4 separate regions of the Sus scrofa genome follow, and regions 1, 3 and 4 are each linked to region 2. The links are chromatin contacts, called in public HiChIP or PLAC-seq maps. All regions are on one chromosome and are shown on one strand. Each heading gives the region's core, a stretch centred on a gene start, on an enhancer-like site or on the middle of the called end of the contact. The rest is flanking DNA. Distances are from core to core; before and after follow the strand shown. Region 1 has its middle 24 kb from the start of NDUFB3. Region 2 holds the start of CLK1 (CDC like kinase 1). Region 3 holds the start of AOX2 (aldehyde oxidase 2). Region 4 holds the start of CFLAR (CASP8 and FADD like apoptosis regulator).

Region 1 (2,835 bases), core at 203-2,702, 210 kb before region 2:
GATTCGACCCCTAGCCTGGGAACTTCCATAGCCCTCAAGGTGTGGCCCTAAAAAGGAAAAAAAAAAAAAGAAATTCAGAAAAAGTGCATGAAATATAGTACACACATTGATAAAAATTATACATCAAACATCTATGTCACCACCACCTGAAGCATAAAAATAGAAGCATCTCAGAGGCCTTCTGTGTGCCCCTCCCCACTCGTAACCCACTTCCTCCCCCTAGAGGTAACCACTGTCCCAACTTCACAGAGAATGATTTCCTTGACTTTGTAAGTTTTAGCACTTATATATGCATCTCTAAACAGTATAGCTTAGAGTTCCCTTCGTTGCTCAGTGGGTAACAAACCCGATTAGCATCCATGAGGATGTGGGTTCAATCCCTGGTCTCACTCAGTGGGTAAGGATCCTGCATTGCCAGGAGCTGTGGTGTAGGTCATAGATTTGGCTCGGATCCAGTGTGGCTATGGCTGTGGCTGTAGCCGGCTAGGGAACTTCCATATGCCGCAGGTTCAGCCCTACAAAGAGAAAAAAATTTTTATAAATAAACAGTATAGCTTGACAATTTTTGCACTCTATACGAACGAAAACAAACCGTATTCTTTTGTGACTTCCTTTTTATGTTCAGTATTATGTTCACTGAGATTCATTGTCTTCTATGTCAGTATAGTTAATTGGTTTTCATTACTGTCTACTACAAAATTCTGAGCATCTCAGTGTGTAATCTAGCTGAGCTATGTCCTTGGGAACCCCCATTGTCGGTATTTTCAGTTTTCCTTTTAAATTGGTCAGATATAGCAGAGATGACACTTCTCATCTCCTGCCTGCAGAGGAAAGGCCTGGTTTGGAGAGCTTCTAAAGTGGAGTAGGAAAAGATTGATGTTTTCTAATCCAGCTGACATACTTCATCTTAGTTGTATACCCTTGACCTGTTCCCTTTATTGAAATCCTTTCTTCCCTGGTTTCTAGGACATGGCTCTCTCCAGATTTATCTTCCACCTCTCAGATCTTTCCTTCTCCTTTCTTTACAGGCCCCCTTTCCTATGTTTGCCCCTTAAATATTGGTTATGTCTCTTGTCCCTCTTCTTTTGTCAACCAGGATTTAATTACCTCTTGTTCTAGTGATCATACATTCCTTTACTGTGTTTGTTTTGTTTTGTTTGGCTGCAGCCACAGCATGTGGAAGTTCCCTGGCCAGGAATCAATCCCACACCACAGCTATGACCCCAGCTGCTGCAGTGACAATGCCAGATCCTTAATCCACGTTGCCACAAGAGAACTCCACCTACTGTATTTTACTAGTTTCCATGTCCATCTGAGTTCCTGGCATGCTGAGCTTCTATCTGTCATCTGTCTTTGTGAAGCACTAAATGAACGTGTTGAGTACAGAATGTGACAGAGAGAGACAGTCAAGGTCGGAGGACAGAAAAATCATCAGGGCCCAAAGGCTACCAGCTGCTTCAGCAATGTCCCAGGCCTGGAGGAAGATGCTGACACAGATGGAGGTCAAGGCTAGGTACAGATGTATCATTTCTGTGTCATCCTGCTGCTGCTGCTTACTCGTGACAAACTACTTCCATGCTCTTACTCCATAGCAAGGAGCCCTTTCCCAACATGAAGTAAATGCTCAGGCACCCTAATTTTCCTTTCTTTATGATTGAACATTTTCTAATGAAATGTTAAGGCAGAAAATATTGCGCTATGTGTAAGAAGTCAGACACCAGGAGTTCCTGTTGTGACTCAGCAGAAATGAACCTGACTAGTATCCACGAAGATTAGGGTTCGATGATCCCTGGCCTTGCTCAGTGGGTTAAGGATCCAGCATTGCCATGAGCTGTGGTGTAGGTCACAGATGCAGCTCGGATCCCAAGTTGCTGTGGCTGTGGCATAGGCTCGCTGCTGCAGCTCTGATTTGACCCCTGGCCTGGAAACTTCCATATGTTGCAGGTGCCCCCCCAAAAAGCAAAATAAATAAATAAATAAAGTGGTAACTATCATTTTATCCTGAACATATTCACATGTCTCACCCCTTTTTTGCAGTGCCCACATCATGCGGAAGTTCCTGGTCCAGGGATCGAACATGATAAATAGCCTTAGACCAGTGATGTGAAATGACTGACCAATCAATCTGTCCTATCTAAGCTTTCCTTTTGTACAGGAACTGAATGAACTACAGACACAGTGTCTCTGGATCTTTGCCAGAATATGAAGTTTAGTGTCTGCTCTATTCTAGACTCCTTAAATGAATCGGATAAAATGTGAGATCCAGACTTAGGCAGTACCAGCTGTCACAAACTTTCATTCAGATGGCCCATCATTTACTGTCCAGAATTGTCTCATTTATTTTCTCTGCCTACCTGGCTTAATGATTCCATTGAATCTGACTTTATTTTATTTTATTTTTTTATGGACACACTCATGGCATATGAAAGTTCCTGAGCCAGGGAATGAATTTGAGGCTCAGTTGCAACCCGTGCCATGGGTGCAGTGATGCCAGATCTCCTTTAACCTACTGATCTGGTGGGAGATTGAGCCCACGCCTCTGCAGCAACACAAGAGGCTGCAACTGGATTTTTACCACACTGTTCCATCAATCCGATCCCCCTGAATTTTAATCTATGCACACATTCTTTGTAATTACACAATCCGTTTAGACAGGTTTTTCTGCCTTTGGCTTTCCACACTCTCTCCAGACCTGATTTGGTAAATGCCCTCTACCCCAGTTCTCAGGAGTTATGCCAGATTGGCCACCCACCATTCCTACCTGTTTTCCCATGAAAAATTTCTAAGAAATTTTAAGGGAATAGGTCTTAAAGTGTTTTTTTGTTTTTTGTTTGT
Region 2 (2,700 bases), core at 61-2,560:
TCCCTGCCCTTGCTCAGTGGGTTAACGGTCCAGCGTTGCCGTGAGCTGTGGTGTAGGTTGCAGACGCGGCTCGGATCCCGCGTTGCTGTGGCTCTGGCGTAGGCCGGTGGCTACAGCTCCGATTCGACCCCTAGCCTGGGAACCTCCATATGCCGCGGGAGCGGCCCAAGAAATAGCAACAACAACAACAACAAAAAAGACAAAAGACAAAAAAAAAAAAAAAATCATAATACTGACCTCTTCCCTACCTCTTCAGAGCAGTTCCTCAGAGCTTCCTTTTTTTTTTTTTTTTTTAATGTTTATGGCCAGGGTCGGCAATTACTTTGTTCTATCAAGTTGCAGCTTTATTTTTGTTATTCAGAGGTTGTTTCCAGATAATTCTGTCCTCTTTTGGAAGACATGTAGAAGTTTCATGGCCAAGCTGCTGCAGTGTCAGCCTGGATCCTAAACCCACTACACCACAAGGGAACTCCTCATTTGATTCTAGTTCCCATTTTCCGGCCATTTTTTTTTTTTAACCCACTATCAAAGATGTGCCTCAGGTATATATGATAAAGAAATGGAAGGAGTATAAGCCTTTCAATGGCGAGAAAAGAGTATGTCACAGCAGTGACATCAGATCCTTAAGCTGCTGAGCCACCAGGGAACTCCAAGAGAAGTCCAAATTTGTCTTCTCTTAATGATCTTTCAGTCCCCCCACCCCAACTCTTTAGTTTACTTGGCCTTTACACGCAGAGGCCTTGCTCCATGCGGAAGTGTTGCTATATTGTGAGGAGTCCCTCTCACATTTCTTCGCCTTTGAAAATCTCGGGAAAATCCTTCCAATCCAATTTCTGTCCGTGAGTCCCAGCCACTAAAATTTTAAATTGGTTTCAGAACCTTAGCAAAAGTCCAAATCCAGGCACGTCCTAATTTGGAACTATCTGATGAAGGTGGTGTAAATTTTTTAAAGCATTATTTTAGACGTTGTAACGCTATTTCGCACTCTGCTTCCTTCAGCTTCTCATTTCTAGCGTTCACAAATACAATTTTTAGTTGAGCATGGACGAGGCGCTCCTCCCCAACGCTTAAAACGTCTCCTCAGCCCAAACACAGAACAGAGACAACATGGCCGCGGTCACAGCTCCCTCTGCTCAACCTGGTTGCGGAGCTTCGAACCCGGCGCCTGCGCACACGTCCCCCGCCCCCCTCCCTGGGCGCCAGCTCAGCCCCACCCTTTGTGCAAGCCCCGCCCCACCCGGAGGCGGAGTGACGTTTGCAGCGTCATCTTGTTTTCCCGGAGAGCCCAGACGCTTCGGCAATCGGCTCCATTTTGTTGTTGGACCTTGTCGCAGCCAGCTGGGTGTTTTCCGTTGTCGCGTTGCAAGCATTGTCTCCTGAGGCTTGGACTTTTTGGCCTGGACGGTAAGATGCAGAAGGAAGCGGGCTGGGTGTCAGGGCCCCTTTTCTGTTTCCCGAGAGCGTCTGTGACGTTCCCCTTCAAGCTTGTTGGCCGTCTGCAGTCCTGCAGGGTGACCCCTTTTCCCCTCGCACCGCCCCCCACCGCGCTTCGGCTGCACAAAGGTGGACAGCTCGTCTTCTATGCTTTTCCGAGTCCGCCGCTGCGGATTTCTATTTGAACCGTGACGCTCCAGACCCTGGCGGAGGGTAGTGACAGTGTTTGTTAGGCGGAGAGAGCTCGAACGTGTGCCTTCCCTAGAGGGAGCAGGGATCCCGATCCCCGGCGCTCCGAGCGCCATGTCGGTGGCGCAGGCGTCGGCCGAGCTCTAAGATGGCGGCGGGGCGGAGGCGGCGAAGCTGCGGGCGGAGGGTGGCCGCCAGAACGGCGTTCTGGAATGTGCGTGAGACGCGCTCCTCTGAGGACCTTCGTTCGTAACAGAGGGAAAGAAGGAACACAGGGACCGGGTGTAAGACGGTCTCACTGTCCGCTCGAGTCTTAAAGTAATTCGAGGGGAAATGGCGAGTGTCTTTGCCGTCAGTGGCGTAAACAGAAAGCAGGTTTAGGAACTCGACGGAAGAGAAATGATGTGGCATATTTGGAGGAGCTTGTGAGAGAAGCCAGGCGGTCGGGCACAGGCTTGGGAGTTTCTCCCCCAGCCCACCCCCTTGGGAACAATTGGATCCCCTTAAGTTGTGTTTAGAGACGAGGTGGTGCCCGGGCGGTTAGTACTGCTGTGAACGGTAGTTGATGAAAAGTTTATCTCTAATGTCTTTTTCAAGTTGTTAGGGATTTTTGGTTCTGACATTTCTTTAGGGAAAATGGTTTACACCGATGGTTGTGTAAGTTGCTCGTAGGCTAAGCTAGGTGTTTCTCTCCTTTTGGAAGGGATTAGCAACGAAATTCTGCTGTGTAGCACTGGGAACTATGTCTAGTCACTTATGATGGAGCATGATAATGTGAGGAAAAAGAATGTATACGTGTATGTGTAACTGGGTCACCATGCTGTACAGTAGAAAAAAAATTGTATTGGGGAAATAATAAAAAAAAGTGATGCACATCTGAATGGGCGAGTTATATATAAAGTAAATGCGTGCTTCTGGCAGGAAAGGATTTTTCCCAAAGTTGATCAATTGGAATTCCCTTTTCTTTTTTCTTTTTCAGCCCTCTTTCAGTAAATCTGATCTTGGCATGTATAATGCAGGAATCTATGAGTAGAATTCAGACTCCAGATTTAGAGATAAAAATTTTTTTTTCGGTTT
Region 3 (2,988 bases), core at 268-2,767, 150 kb after region 2:
CCCTTGGGAAAAAATCCTATTTCATTATAGATGTTCTTCTGGGTTAATCATCTAACTGGAAGAGAAATTTCCATTTAGCAGTTTAATGTATTGCTAGTTTTGCCCAGTAATTTGTACTGCATTTGATACCAAGTGAGTGAGCCCTCAGAGAAAACCCCCATCCTTCTTTTCTTTTTCTTTTTTTTGTCTTTTTGTCTTTTTAGGGCTGTACCCTCGGCATATGGAGATTCCCAGGATAGGGGGTCTAATTGGAGCTATAACTGCCGGCCTACGCCAGAGCCACAGCAAGGCCAGATCCGAGCCGTGTCTGTGACCTACACCGCAGCTCATGGCAACACTGGATCCTTAACCCACCCTCATCTTTCCTAGTCGGATTTGTTTCCTCTGTGCCACGACAGGAACTCCATCCATCCTTATTTTCAAATCCCACCTTTGCTCCTGTTTGGTCCAATCGCAAGCCTCAGCCTCTGCCCCCTCTCTTTAGCCATCCTTCTCCCTCATTGTGGTCTATTTCCACCCAGTTTATGGATTGGATGTAACTACCTAGACTGGCTACAAACACTTCAGAATCATTGACTCTTTTTTTTTTTTCAAAGCCATATAGCTTGTTCACTGAAGTTAGGTCATAACCATAAATGCTTATCAGAGAGGTCTGTGAATGAGTGGAGTGGGTTGGGTATAACTGGAGAGCTTGTGCTCCACTTTAGACGACAGGGGAGTGGGTGGTGACCGACAGTCCCCCACTCAGCTCTAAGCAAGACCGCTGCCAGGCAGGAAGGACTATCTTCCCCTTGTTGCATGAGAAACTCCTATTTTTTAAATATGAGATTTCCTAATTTTCAAACAGTCACCATAAATTAAAAGCTGTGTAGGCTTTCCAATAAAGCTTGTAATTTCTATCTTTTGGGGGGGCTTCTCTGCGAGATCCATTCGATTTACCAATTAAGATAGGTTTGCCATCATGAAGATCTACATTTCAGAGTATAGAATGGTGGGGGGAAATCTGCGGTGAGAAAACAGATGTCGAGAAAGGCAATCTTTTCTTACGACAGGTGCTCTCCCTGAATCTGGAGATCTTGGTTGTCCTCCAGGGCAGGGGATGTGCAACACAAACCTCTATTGCATAATCACTCTCTTGGGGATCAGAAGGCCCTTAAAAGAATAATTAGTCCTGAAGTAAAGAGCTTAGCTTCTATTTCATGGCTATTAAATCGAGATATAAGGAAACTCTGGGGAAACTTTATCCTCTCCAAATAGCTCAATTAACTTAATATGCTTAGAACCAGTTCCAAAAGCAATTAGAGAGCAAGAGCCAAGGGGCCTGGCTGTGGGGGGTGGAAAGATCGGATTAATTCTGATAATCTCAGCTGGCCTAAATTTTAAGGCAAACATAAGACATGGCCAAGATGGATCAAAAGGGTCCAGTTCTTTCGTAGGAAGGTCAGCAGCGTGACTTCTGGGTCCGCATTCCTCTCGATCACCTGCGTTAGCAACAGAAAAGAGATGATGGTGGGCATGGAGTGGGTGACCCAGCGGAATGCCTGCCGTGGCCGGCATTCATTTGCCTCTTTTTTTGTGTGTGCTCTAAAGGCAACTTTTGCATATGTTCATAGAGTAGGAGACTCGCCGAGCAACTGTGCAACAACGCTCATCTACATGATGAGAGCTGGGAACCACCACAGTGTAAGATGCCCTGGGAGTTTCATTCTTCATGTTTGCTCCACTATCTAATTTTGTGGAGTCTTCCCACTCAGCCACGTCAGGCTTTTGTACTCTTGAAATGTTTCAAATTGGGGAAGGACTTGGATGCTGTGTGTGTGTGTGTGTGTGTGTCAGGGGGTTCTTGAGAGAAGAAGCTTGAGTAGGAAGAGTTTCAATTCTTTTTTTTTTAATTTTTTTTATTTAAAGGCTGCCTCCTTGGCATATGGAAGTTCCTGGGCCGGGGATCGAATCCGAGTCACAGCTGAGACCTATGCTGCAGCTATGGCAACACCAGATCCTTTAACCCATTGTGCCAGGCTGGGGATCGAACCTGTGCCTCCACAGTGACCAGAGCTGCTGCTGTTGGATTCTTAACCCACTGTGCCCCAGTGAGAACTCCAAGAATTAATATTCTGGCACTTCTGAGACAACTCCTGTGGGGAGCACATTTTGATAATATCAGGGATCCCAAGAATTGGTGGCAGAAAGGGGAAGCAGGGGAAGTGCTGCCACCCTGGTGTAGCCCCCGAGGATGCCAATCCCCTCATGGCAGCATGGTTAATGGTATGCTTTGTGAGCCCAGCTTGGAACCCACGGAGGTTCTGGAGGAACACGAGAATTCCTGCCTCCCTCAACTTGAAAAGTGGGAGATTTTGGGGTTCCATCATGGCACAGCGGAAACGAATCTGACTAGGAACCACGAGGTTTCGGGTTCGATCCCTCGCCTCGCGCAGTGGGTTAAGGATCCGGTGTTGCTGTGGCTGTGGTGGCTGCAGCTCTGCTTGGACCCCTAGCCTGGGAACCTCCATATGCCACGGGTGCGGCCCTAAAAAGGAAACAAAAAAGAAAGAAAGAAAGAAAGAAAAGTGGGGGATTTAGCACTCTTGAACCATGGAGGGGCCTTCCTTGGTGCGTCTTTCTTATTTGCTTGTTTCCTGTGACTTTGTCTTTGGGTGTCCTGCCAATATCTACAACCATTCTGATGCAACAGAGGGAGGGGAGCTACAGTGGGCTGTTCATGTGACATTCTTCTTTCTCCCCAGAAGAAAAACATGAACTTGTGTAGCCCTCAAAGAATAAAAAAAGTGCAGGAAGCTGTTTCCAAGTTGAGATATTGCAATTCAGCTGCTCTCTGGATCTCCAGGGGGCTGCTATCACTGCCAGAAGCAGCCTCCTCTGCCTGCCCTTACTCCTATCCCAAGTCCTTTGAAAGCATTTGATGAGAATGTGGTTGGATAATATTTGTATTATCTAGCTGACTCTACCCCTACCACACAGTCCGTATTT
Region 4 (2,700 bases), core at 125-2,624, 240 kb before region 2:
ATCTCCAAATACATATTTTTAAAAAAAATTTTTTTAATTTTTTGGCCACCCCGCAGCATACAGAGTTCCAGGGTCAGGGATCAGATTTGAGCCACAGCTGTGGCAATGCTGGACCCCTTAACATACTGTGCCGGGCTGGGGATCGAACCTGCATCCTGGCACTGCAGAGTTGTCACCGATCCTGTTTCACCACAGCGGTAATTCAACATACACATGATTGATATAACTAAAGGCTGGTGAGAAAGGAATCACTAATTTAAGGTTACAAATTCTCTTTCTTTCCCACAGTGGCTTCTGTGCTCCTCTGAACCACCAAGAGCCTGCTGTGTGAACAGAAGGAAGGAACAGCTCAAGGGGACTCCAGCAGCCGTTCCTCTCTGGACTGAAGGGAACCTAGAGGTGGCTGATTGAGGGTATGTTCAATCTGGGGTCCCCAGCACCTGCATGAACAGGAACCTTACAGAAACGCACAGAAAGTGAGCCAACCCCACTAACTTCCTCAGCAGGGGAAAGACTGACCCATGGGGACTCAGGAGGGTTAACAAAGCTTTACAAAGGTCAGGAAGATTACTGTCAGACTTGTTATTTCCTTTCTCGGTGGGGAAATTGCCAGGCGCTGACATCACAGAAAATCAAGCTAGCAAAGAACACAGCAGATCTCGCAATCAGAAGCCATTTTAAGAGAACTAGCTCTTAGTCATTCCTTTCTCTCACCCCACTCTTCGGGCAAACCCATCCATCCAGCCCTTCTCCTTTCATTCAGTTGATTCTACCCAAGTACTTTAAGCAAACACGTCCCAAAAGTTCAAGGAGTTCAGAGGAATGAAGCAGCAGCAACACGGCAGTAGGAGCAGTGGGTTGAGAAAGGAATGCGGCTGCTGTTCCCCACTGTCCTCATTTCTATGATGCTCAAGTCCAGACCTCCTCCCTCCCTCCCACCAGTCCAGTCTCGGGAAGGGCTGAGGAATTACCTATAGTCTGAAATAAGATGAGGGTGCCTGAGCAGCTGGGCCTCCACTGTCCGTCTGTCCATCTTCAAGATCCTCTTGAGCAAGTCAAACCGCCTGACTCTGTAGAGCAGCTCAGCCAGGCTCACAAGAGACAGCTTTCCCCTCTCTCTTAAAATATCCAGAAGGTCCCTGACATTAAGTGGAACCACATCTGCAGCAATGTCTCGGCACAAAAAAAGAAGTATCTCCTTCTCATCTTCATCAAGTGCTTCTTCCACCTGATGGATGACCTCAGCCGACATTCTGTACAGTGTCATTCCAAGGAACGGCAGTAAGAGAAATCTAGTCCAGTCAACAGAAGCCCACGAGGGTACTGACTTCATTTCTGATGGTTTTCTTCATTTCTTTCAGAATCCTTTCCAATGGAGGAGTTCTGTGGTTAAAAGGGAATTTTTTTTTTTAAAAAAAAATCCTCCTATCAAAGTCACTAAAATTCCAGGTATAGGCCTTTCCTTTTCTTGTTGGTCTCCCTAATCTAGCAGGTTAAATTTCATACTGTTAAATCTATAGAAAGCGATCCTCTCAGTAGACAAAGCAACTGACCCCCAAACCAGAAGGGACGAAGAAGATAACACTATTTTTAAAGGAAATGAAACTAGCGACAAATCACCTCCCCAAAAATCCCACGTACTTTAACAGAATTTATTGAACACAAACTATGGTAAGGGGGAAATCACAGCTAGGGACTTAATGACTAAGTGGCAAATGGATGACCTTGGTGGAGGGCAGAGAAAAAGCCCAATGACTAAGCAGCTAACTGGATGAGAGAAGCTGAGATCACAGATAACTTCCCTTCCCTGACCCCCAAGTAGGCTTAAACAAATACGAATCTTAGCAAAGGGACCCCAGCAGGGCTTCAAAAAATGGTGGGAGAAAAGAGGTTTCTGTACCTACCCCACCCCATTTTTCCAGTTGTTCGACTTTGAAACCCCACATTCACACCTGCTGCCATCCTCCCAAAGTCCCCAGCCCTTTCCACAGCATCATCATGAATGCTCCTAGGACCTGCCACCACAGCTAAATGGGTCTTGTTAAGTTTGGATCACCTCTTCTGACCCTTGGAAGGGTCAGAAGCCCCCACTTACGTTACACTGCCGGACAACAATTATCACTAGAGTTCCTAACAGTGTAAATGGAAGGAAGGAGGTGAAGCCGAAGAGCTGGAGAAAGATCTGGGAACTGGGTGGGAGCAGTAGGGAATTCATGTCATGGGGTGAACTTCTCAACCTCTTCCATTGGAACACAATCTATTTTCTTTCAAAATTGGTTGTAAATGGTGGTCCCTGTCTAAAGTTTCATAGCTACATTTTATGGTAAATAATCTCTTATGTTCTGGGAGAGTACCTTGTCTGTTTCTACCACAGAAGCTTTCAGGTTAAAAGCTAATCTGAACAAAAAAATAATTGGAAACAGAACCCAGCTGTAAGTTAGCAACTTTCTGCTAACTGCTGCTACATATTTGTGTACAAGTATATTTATATATGTATCTAGCTAGATTTGGTGAAAGGAACACTGAAATCTATTTATTTTTGTACACAGTCTCAATTCACAAAAGATGAGGCATCTTACAGTAAAACGCATCAGGAGAATAAAAAATTTATATGAGAACAAGGGGGGAAATTAGGTTAGAAAGTCAAAATGAGGTAGATTAATAATGCAAATATGCAGGCCAGAAAGACTTAAACAGATT

Evidence for each region. HiChIP or PLAC-seq counts read pairs in DNA pulled down with a chosen protein or histone mark.
Region 1: an H3K27ac HiChIP or PLAC-seq map of alveolar macrophages shows a contact between it and region 2. The contact joins the enhancer-like site here to the promoter of CLK1 in region 2. A contact is called at or near these places in 1 of 5 promoter capture datasets (fetal liver), 3 of 47 Hi-C or Micro-C datasets (heart right ventricle, liver and skeletal muscle) and 2 of 2 datasets of contacts at active chromatin or transcription factors (alveolar macrophages and skeletal muscle).
Region 3: an H3K27ac HiChIP or PLAC-seq map of skeletal muscle shows a contact between it and region 2. The contact joins the promoter of AOX2 here to the promoter of CLK1 in region 2. A contact is called at or near these places in 5 of 47 Hi-C or Micro-C datasets (heart right ventricle, omental adipose tissue, retroperitoneal adipose tissue and 1 more) and 2 of 2 datasets of contacts at active chromatin or transcription factors (alveolar macrophages and skeletal muscle).
Region 4: an H3K27ac HiChIP or PLAC-seq map of alveolar macrophages shows a contact between it and region 2. The contact joins the promoter of CFLAR here to the promoter of CLK1 in region 2. A contact is called at or near these places in 1 of 5 promoter capture datasets (fetal liver), 3 of 47 Hi-C or Micro-C datasets (heart right ventricle, liver and skeletal muscle) and 2 of 2 datasets of contacts at active chromatin or transcription factors (alveolar macrophages and skeletal muscle).

Annotation. Positions count from the first base shown.
Region 1 is chr15:104,770,413-104,773,247 of Sscrofa11.1, reverse strand. No RefSeq gene overlaps it. Among named protein-coding and RNA genes, the nearest start is that of NDUFB3, 24 kb to the right of the region's middle. Within about 2 kb of position 1,452, at least 12 of the 83 cell types and tissues checked have an H3K27ac peak or open chromatin away from gene starts, as enhancers often do. A contact at or near this core is called in alveolar macrophages, liver and skeletal muscle, where this site is marked.
Region 2 is chr15:104,560,752-104,563,451 of Sscrofa11.1, reverse strand. CLK1 (CDC like kinase 1) reads left to right here and starts at 1,310. Exons shown (of 13, transcript NM_001123099.1): 1 at 1,310-1,404.
Region 3 is chr15:104,409,216-104,412,203 of Sscrofa11.1, reverse strand. It overlaps AOX2 (aldehyde oxidase 2), which reads right to left and starts at 1,517. Exons shown (of 35, transcript NM_001308472.1): 1 at 1,426-1,517. The coding sequence starts at 1,517.
Region 4 is chr15:104,798,485-104,801,184 of Sscrofa11.1, reverse strand. It overlaps CFLAR (CASP8 and FADD like apoptosis regulator), which reads right to left and starts at 1,374. Exons shown (of 9, transcript NM_001001628.1): 1 at 972-1,374. The coding sequence starts at 1,267.